Regions from separate parts of the Gossypium hirsutum genome. Here region 2 is linked to region 1. The links are chromatin contacts, called in public Hi-C maps. All regions are on one chromosome and are shown on one strand. The core of a region is the stretch at or near the end of the contact, and the rest is flanking DNA. Distances in the headings are between cores, read along the strand shown.

What was found. A called contact is a pair of places that touch in the nucleus more often than the background predicts.
Region 2: a contact with region 1 is called in a Hi-C map of leaf, with 1.6 times the contacts expected there. The contact joins the enhancer-like site here to the promoter of LOC107895152 in region 1. A contact is called at or near these places in 2 of 34 Hi-C or Micro-C datasets (callus and leaf).

Annotation. Positions count from the first base shown.
Region 1 is chrA13:89,870,196-89,874,604 of Gossypium_hirsutum_v2.1, forward strand. LOC107895152 reads right to left here and starts at 1,935. Exons shown (of 5, transcript XM_016820400.2): 1 at 1,701-1,935; 2 at 1,512-1,572; 3 at 749-1,024; 4 at 1-205. The coding sequence starts at 862. It overlaps LOC107894743 (a long non-coding RNA gene), which reads left to right and starts at 3,793. Exons shown (of 3, transcript XR_001683241.2): 1 at 3,793-4,227.
Region 2 is chrA13:90,032,359-90,036,767 of Gossypium_hirsutum_v2.1, forward strand. No RefSeq gene overlaps it. Among protein-coding and RNA genes, the nearest start is that of LOC107895149, 4.8 kb to the right of the region's middle. Within about 2 kb of position 2,458, at least 9 of the 9 cell types and tissues checked have an H3K27ac peak or open chromatin away from gene starts, as enhancers often do. A contact at or near this core is called in leaf, where this site is marked.

The DNA.
Region 1 (4,409 bases), core at 685-3,184:
CGAGACGGATTTGAGTGTTGGCACTGCATCGGATCATTAGATCAATTTCGTCGCAAAGCTGCTTGCATTCTTGTTCGATAGCATTGAATTTTGCTTCAACTTGACCTTGCCCTTCTTTGATGCTTTGCTGCTCTTTGCTGATTTTTTTCATATCTATTTTCAACCTTTCAAAACTCTTCATGTATTTTGTTGACTTCATCTTTCTCTAATTCCCAACATAATTCAAAATTTAGAGCAAAGTTAAGTAACAAAACGAATATCAATCTCTAATTACTAAATTTTGTATCAGAATTTTAAAGCAAAGACATTACCAAAAAATAATGAAACTAAAGTTCACAATAAATTTTTAAAAAGATTTTAAGTTGGAAACCCTAAATTTTGTTTTTAGTAGAAAACAATTGCATGGCATAAAATACTTCTTAATGTAATATCAATCATTCAGGGAAATTTTGTCTTTAAAGAATTCTAATTTTACATAAATCTACCTATATGTCATGGATTTTGCATAGATAATTTGCTACATGAAGTTAATATATCAATTTTACATCACATTCCTGAAAATATATACGTAAATTCATTCTAAATCTAAAGTTAAGGATCTTATCAATTTTAGCCAAGACAACTATTTCATGTTTGCTTTAAACTACATGTTACAACCTTTGACTGTTGATGATGTGTTAGAACAAGCTGGAAAATATAATGAAGGCGAAACACAACTGTAAAAAAGAGTTTAGAGTTCCCTACATACCTTCGGCTTTTTACGCAAAATGAAACGTCGTTTTAACGGCTCCATTGAATACTGAAAACGGGACGACAAAAAGGGACGCATCATGTAGTTTTTGCAAAGGACGGCCAAAGACATGAGGAACCTATTTAGTATTTATAGGAGGAGTAAGTCGGTTGTGCATTAAAATTCAGCCAGCTTTTCTAACCATGTCCACACACCGGCGGCCTACATTCCTTAATCGCGCGATCACCCAACGATTAAATTCAGAGCTGGCATGGCTCGCGCGCGATTTTATTCCTTTTGAAATAAAAAATGCTTTGCTCAAGGAAACAAGATATCTCACCGGTCAAACTTAAATATTTTTCTTAATTTAAAACATTCCCCCAACAACTACAAGAGTTTATAAGTCGGTATTTAGGTTGAGTTCAAATCCATCTCTTCTCTCAAATTTGAATGTCTTCAAAAAATTTTAAGAAGTTCATACGCAACAGAAAGCAAAGTTTTCTTTGAATTTGAAGAAGAGATGAAAAATAAATGCATGATGACTATTTTTTTCAAAAGAAAAAAAAAAGTAAACTTCCAGATTATTCTCGTTTAGTTTACAAGGAATTCTTTTTTCCCCCTCTTTTCTTCAAAGAATTTGCAGGTCTTTTACCGAATAAAATGGATAGATAAAAAAAATGAAATCTGCATATAATTTTTGCGAAATTAAACTATTTGATGAAGAAATCTAACTGAACAGTCACAGAAATAAACAAAGATTACAAGTATTAATTGAGGATACTTGAATTCTTAAATGAGCGCGTTGTCGATCGACATCTGGGCATCCATAACACTTACTGGATCTAGTATCGATGGCCAGAAAAACAGAGATCAGGCATGCGACATTTGAAAAGAAACAGAGAGGAAAAAATGAAAATAGGCAAAAGATCCGAGAAATGAAGAGAAAAATTAACAGAGAATTAAACCAGACCGCAAGGCAGCCGTGTAAAAAGACCAATCGGAATTAAGCTACTGAAGAGTAGACGGTGAAGACTCTGAAATACAAGTGCTGTAAAATTGCGATGGCTGCCCGCTTTTACTCATTTAATTAATCGGAACTCGTGACCCACTATAACATTGTAGCGGTTTTGCTTTGAAACTCGAGCAATATATAAGCGGAGTGTGATTTTCTTGAGGCTATTATGAATAGTGGTAATGTCACAAATTGTGTTGAAGCAAGAAGGTAGTTAAGAACCAAAATTAAATAGCAGGTGTTGAAACCATTTTTATTTTAAAAAAATTTAGATGGTGGATATTTTATTTTATTAAAATATTAATTTTGGCTTACAAAATTTAAGAAAACGGGTTTGGGAGTCGGTTACGTACGAGGAAGGATTGGCATCCTCGCAACGCCTAAAATTGATACTTAAAATTGATACCTAATTGATTAATTAATGTCCTAATGTCGAAAATTTGAAAAGATTTTAAAATATAATTTCTTTTAAAAAACATTTGAATAACTTGAATTGGATGTTAAGATTCTCTTGTCCCAAGAAAATAATATCATATCCAGCACGTTAGGACACAACCTTTTAAACCCTCAGAATCAAGATCAATCTCTTGATTTTTGAAACTCATGCATTGAAAACTCAAAAGGGATATTTGGCCGTTTGGTCAAACGAAAAATTAAAACCCAGTACATTAGGGCACAATTTCTCGAATTTCCAAACACGAAGTATTGCATTGTTTTTTAATTTAAGAAAACATGGACGAAATTTCGAAAGTATATTTAGTTATTCGATCAAATGAAAAATCGAAATCCAGCACATTAGAACACGATTTCTCGTATCACTAAACATGAAATAGTACTTTGATTTGAGAAGTTTTTAAATAGGAGCGATTATAAAAACGAACTTGAAATATATTCGTTTAGTTTACTTAAGGACAAAAGGCAATTGATATTGGGTGAAAATTTGGAATTTAAAACTTGATGTGATAATAAGAAACAAACAAGCATAGTATCGAGCATGAAATAAAAATACGTAGCAATAGTATTACATGAATGATAAAAAATAATAAGAAAACTCAAAGGAACAAATTAGGGTACATGCAATGGCAACACGTCATACATTATACAAACACTAATATTAATAACCGAAGGCTAATGAATTAAAAGCCAATTTTAAAAGAAATTCCAAGCAAATTACACAAATAGAATATAACGAGTTTTAAAATAAAATAAAATGAATAATATAAAAGAAAGAAAATTTGAAAACATCGTTATACAAACAATACAAAAATTTTAAAACAAGTAATAGATATAAGAGTTTAAAATAGGTAAAAAGATAAAAATAAATTATATATAAAATAGTAATATACAAATGAATTTTAAAAATAAATATTATAAAGTAAGTAATATACAAAATAATACATATATGATATATGAAAAAAAAACTTAATATAAATAATTGATATATGAAAATATAAAAAGATATAAAAGTATTTGAAATAAACAAAAATATATGATAAAATAGGGTCTTTATAGGAAATAAATTTTATATTAATAGATTTTTAAAGAAAATATATACATAAAATAATATAGCATCAATAATATATACATAGAATAAAAAAAATTTAAGCTAAATTATGTTAAAATATAGAAAATGTATAAGAATATTTAAATTAAATATCACATAAATCTTTAAAACATAGAAATATATAAAAGAGAAATTTAAAATAAGTGAAATTGAGAAAGATATAGAAAATATACAAAAGAAAGTAACAAAAACACTAAAACAATGCGAGATCAAACGAAAAATAAAATGTTAAAACAAAATTTTTTAAAACGATAAATAATGAAGAAGTTATAAAGAATAAAACACATAAACTAAAACTTAAAAAAACAGACTCTATTGAAGTAAAAACAAAATCAAGGAGTGATTTACAAACAAATAAAATTATTAAACAAAATCAATGATTAAAATAAAATGCGCGAAAACACACAAGGACTAAAAATGAAAATTCCCCAAATCTCCGAAACGCAGTGATTAAATTCGAACTAAGCTGAAATAGCATGCAAATTCTAGGGAAAAAATTAAAAATAAAAGGAAATATGAATAGGCCCTAATTGAATGTCAACGCAAAAGGGAGGGGCTAATTGCGCAAATATCCCTTCACCGTAAAAACACGCGGATCCTGAAGGTACTCGGGTCGGGTTGCGGCGGGTCACCCTATACGGCACCGTTTTGAAGCCATTGCAATAGGCTCTAAACGGTGCCGTTTTCAGTCTTTTATAAAAGTTAAACCAAAGCCTAAAAACCCACATTCGGTTCACCGAACCCTAGCCCCCCTTTGCTTCTCTCCTTGGCCAACCCTAAATCCCTCCCCTTGATCGCCGATCCGCCACCATAAACGGCGACCAGTGTGTTCGAGCCTTGAGGGTTGTTTTTTCAGCCTTGAGATCCACTTTCAACCTCGATTTCAACGAAGCAAAAGGAAACCCATGGCATATTTGTAAGGTAAGACTTTTTTTTTTCAAATGCAATAATGAAAGACCAAAGGAAATAAATCGAAAGAAAAATCAAAAACTTAGGGAAACTTGAATCAGAAATCACTTTTAAAAATTTTGATTGCTTTCTTTGTATTCAATATGTGTTCGTAAGGAAAATACAAGTCTCTGATATGGCTTTATATAGCCGAA
Region 2 (4,409 bases), core at 1,208-3,707, 160 kb after region 1:
AAATTTGTTGAATGTTTTATATTTAGGATCAAATAGATATAATGTATAAACATTGGAGGGCTAAATCTATTATTAGATAATAAAAAAGCTCAAATCAGCATACTAAAATATTTGATTTCGAAAAGTTTAATAACTAAATTAGAAAAATTAATAATTTAATGACCAAAATAAAACAAAAGGAATAATTTGATGACTACTTTTATAATTTACCCATAAATATATATAATATATAACATAATATTAAAGTTATCCCATGCAAAGAGAATGATGAATTAAGATTTCTTCAATTTTAAAACAACTTAGCAATGGGATATTTTGAGTTTCGTGGGGTGGTTAATTCATTTCCCAATTTTTTAATATTAATCTTAGTATAAATTTTTATCATATATTTTTATATAATACTTAAAATTATCTATAGCCTTTCCTTAACCTTTAAATAGGAGGATAATGTGCTTCAATGAGCTCGAATCCACATCCTTCTACAGTGGGAACAATGTCGATGCCAATTGAATTAAGACTTAATCAGCAATAATGCTGACAAGAATAAGGTAATTCCTTTCAATCTTATTCATAGACTTCAAGAGTATACGTAATATATATATTGTAATAGCCACGTAGGAATAAGAAAAATATAGGCTTGATAACAATTTTGGCCACTAATGTTCGCATGTTTTGTCAAAATGGCTCTAATTATATTTTTGAGCATTTTTTGGCCATCAACTTTTGTTCTTTTTTTCAAATTACTTTTCCTAACATATTTAATAAAAGTACCATTAAAAAAGTTAATAGGGATGATTTGGAATTTTATATGTGGAATATTTTTAATGAAATGTAATTTATTACTTAAATAACCCTATAAGATAATTACATGTGAAAAATAATAAAATAAATAAATAATACATGAAATTAAAAAAATAACTCTTAATTTGAAGAAAATAAACGTAATTATGTAAAAAAATTAATTTAGTAGAAAAACTTCTCAATAAATAAATATACGAAAGATTGAAAGCTTTTAAAAATAAAAAAGAACGATTGAAACCTTGATTTTATTCATTAAATATGTTCGAAAGAGCAATTTGAAAAAAAAAATCAAAAGTTGATAATCAAAAAAGGCTAAAAAATATAATTAGAGTAATTTTGATAAAATATACAAACATTAATAGTTAAATTTATAATTAAGCCAAAGATATATAATATATTCCTAAATATATACCTAAAAGATATACAATATATTTAGATATTCCTAAAAATAATATTCCATAATAATATCTTAACAAATGTGGATGCCCTTACCAAGGAAAATTATATATGGATAAAGAAGAAATAATTTATTTAATAATTTATATAATTAAAAAGTTTATAAACTAAAATATATTTCTCTACTTTTTGGCACGTTCTTTTTTCTCATCCTTTCTTTCTTGTTTCTTTTGTTTTTCCAGTTTTGGTCATGCTTGTTTTGTATTGGTCGTGAATGGCGATTGTGGAAGAGACTCTCGCTGATCTCTCCATTAGTGAGGAGGAAGAGGCTGCACTGCTGTTGGGTTCGGAAGGTCCAGAGGGTGGGGTGTTTTATGGGAACTACTTTGTGGGTTCTTTCTTAACGTCAAGTGTGATTAATTTTCGGTCGATGCGATCAACTCTAGCAAATTTTTGGCATCTGATTGGGGGTATCTCAATTTCAAATCTGAATGAGGGTCACTATATTTTTCGGTTGATGCGAATCGGATTGCGGTGGGGGGTCCGTCTAATTTTAACTCTCATCTTATCATTATGCATCGGCTTAAGGATGGGGAGGACCCTATGGTGGTGCCATTGGTTACTATGGATTTCTGGGTGTTAGTCCATGATTTACCTCACGGGTTTATGTTTGAGATGGTGGAAAAGTAGTTGGGTACTTTTATCGGGAAATTCCATGAATATGATGCGAAAGCAATCTCGTTGGGGTATAAAAGTGTCACGCGAGTTCGAGTCCGGTTTGATATTCGTAAGCCGTTGAAGAGGAAGAAGAAGATTGTGCTAGTTAATGGCAAGTAGGATTATCTGATATTTGAATATGAGAAGTTGACTTTCTCTTCTTTTTTTTTTTCTTTGTAAGAAGCTTGGCCATGAGGAGGGTTTCTGCCCTATTTGGATACTTCAGCAAAAGCAAGACTTCGAGTTTGAGTGGGACATCACTCTACGGGCTCCAACTAGGCAGGTAGTGGCACCAACGAGCATCTGGTTAAGGGAAGATGCGGGTACAAAGGGACAGATTAAAGGGATGTCAAATCCTATGAATTGGGGGATGACGGTAACAGGGCCGATTTTTCCTCCTACAAATATGGGAATAAATCAAAAGGCTGGTTTGGTTGAGAATATAGTGGTCAAGAATAATGTTGTTGGGCTTCTTTCATGGGGTCACGCAATAGGGCCTTTTCTGGGCCTATTGGTGTCTTGGTTCAGTCTCAACCGATTGGGCTTACGCATGTCGATAGACACGAGGTAATGTGCTGTGTTGGGGATGACAGATCGGTTCTGCATTTGGATGGTCTGAAGCGGCCTCGTGTCTAAGAAGATGAGTCAGAGGAGCCTAGTTGTCTAGTCTCGAAGGATGTTTCTATTTCTTTATCGGCAGGCCTAGCTTAGCAATCCAGCCGGTCGCCATGAAAACCTTATGTTGGAATCTCTAGAGTTTGAGGAATTCTCAGACTGTAGGCCGCCTTCAGCATGTGCTAAGAGATCTTAACCCCTCTGTAATTTTTCTCGCTGAACTAAATTATAGATTAATCGTATGGAGAAAGTACATAGGATGTGTGGATATCCAAATGGAGTGGATGTTTGTTCTATTGGTAGTAGGGGGCTTTCGTTCGGTTGGAAGCCAAACTACAATGTCTCTTTACGGTTTTATTCAGGAAGCCATATCGATGTTTTGATAAATGAAGACTTTAATGGTAAATGTTGGAGGTGTACAGGTTTTTTTGGGCACCGAAGAGCCACGAAGGGCGGATTCCTGGAATCATTTACAGCAATTGGACGACTGTCCGAATGTTCCTTGGCTCATTTTTGGGGATTTTAATGAAATTGCTTTTTCTTTTGAGAAATAGGGTGTACTGCTGCTTTGTCCTCTTTTCTGGATGATTTGGCTGATTGTTCGTTGGAGGACCTGGGGTATACTGGGGTTTGATTTACTTGGGAAAGGGGCAGAAAGGTTCATAACAATATTCAGGAATGGCTCAACAGAGGTGTGGCAAATGAGGCGTGGAGCCAACTGTTCCCATATTATAAGCTGTCCCATCTGTCGAGGATTTTTTCAGATCATTGTTCCATTCTACTTGATACAAGAAACACACATAGGTTCTTCCTCTAGTTCGTGGTATTTTAAATTTGAGGCGGCTTGGCTGCTAGAGCCATCGTGTGAAGCTGAAGTTAGGAGGTTGTGGGATGGTTTGTTGAGGTCTGTTCTGGATAGACTTAAAACTGTGAGTGAGGGTTTGCTTGTGTGGGCTCGGAAACTCAAGCGTGGTAAAAAGATGACTGGATTAGATTTATAGAGACAACTTGATTTGCTAAATGGGATGGATCCAACTGAGGAGGTTTTGGACGACCTAGTTGATGTGAAGCTTGTGTTGAATCTTGCTTATGATAAAGAAGAGCTTTATTGGAAGTAGCGAGCTAGAGCCAACTGGTTGAAACATAGGTACCGTAATTTGGCATTTTTCAACCATTGTGTTACTCAGAAGCGCTGTAGGAATCGTATCCAGGGATTGGAGGCTGGTGATGGTAGGTTGGTTGAATCTGATGAGGGTTTTGGATGCATTGCCGGAGACTATTTTAAGGGCTATTCACTTTGCAAGGAAGTGCAAATGCTAGTGCTATTCTTTCAAGGGTTGAAAGGTGTATTTTAGATGCGATGAATGAGAGGCTGGGACGTGCTTTTACAAATGATGAGGTAGTTGTTGCTCTTAATTCAATGAGTCCTCTTAAGGCAGCTAGGGAGGATGGTTTGGGCGTTGTGTTTTATCAACGTTTTTGGCATAACGTTGGCAATAATGTCTGATGCTTCTGTATTGACATACTAAAAGGTGATGCGCCTTTTTATTCCATTAATCATACACATTGTTTTAATCCCCAAAGTTAGCGATCGCAGTAACATAACTCATTTTCGCCCTATCAGTCTATGTATTCTATTCAAAATTACATAAAAAAATGTTAGTGAACAGATTTCAGAAGGTGCTCCACCTTTGTGCATCGATGAGGCCCAAAGCGTGTTTGTTCCTAGCCGTCTTATTTCGGATAATGTGGTAACTGCATATGAAATCCTCCAGTGGGTTGATAGGGATCCTTTGCTCTCAAGTACGATATGAACAAGGCTTATGACCATATGGAGTGGAATTTATTGAAACCATGTTACTAACGATGGGCTTTTCTTT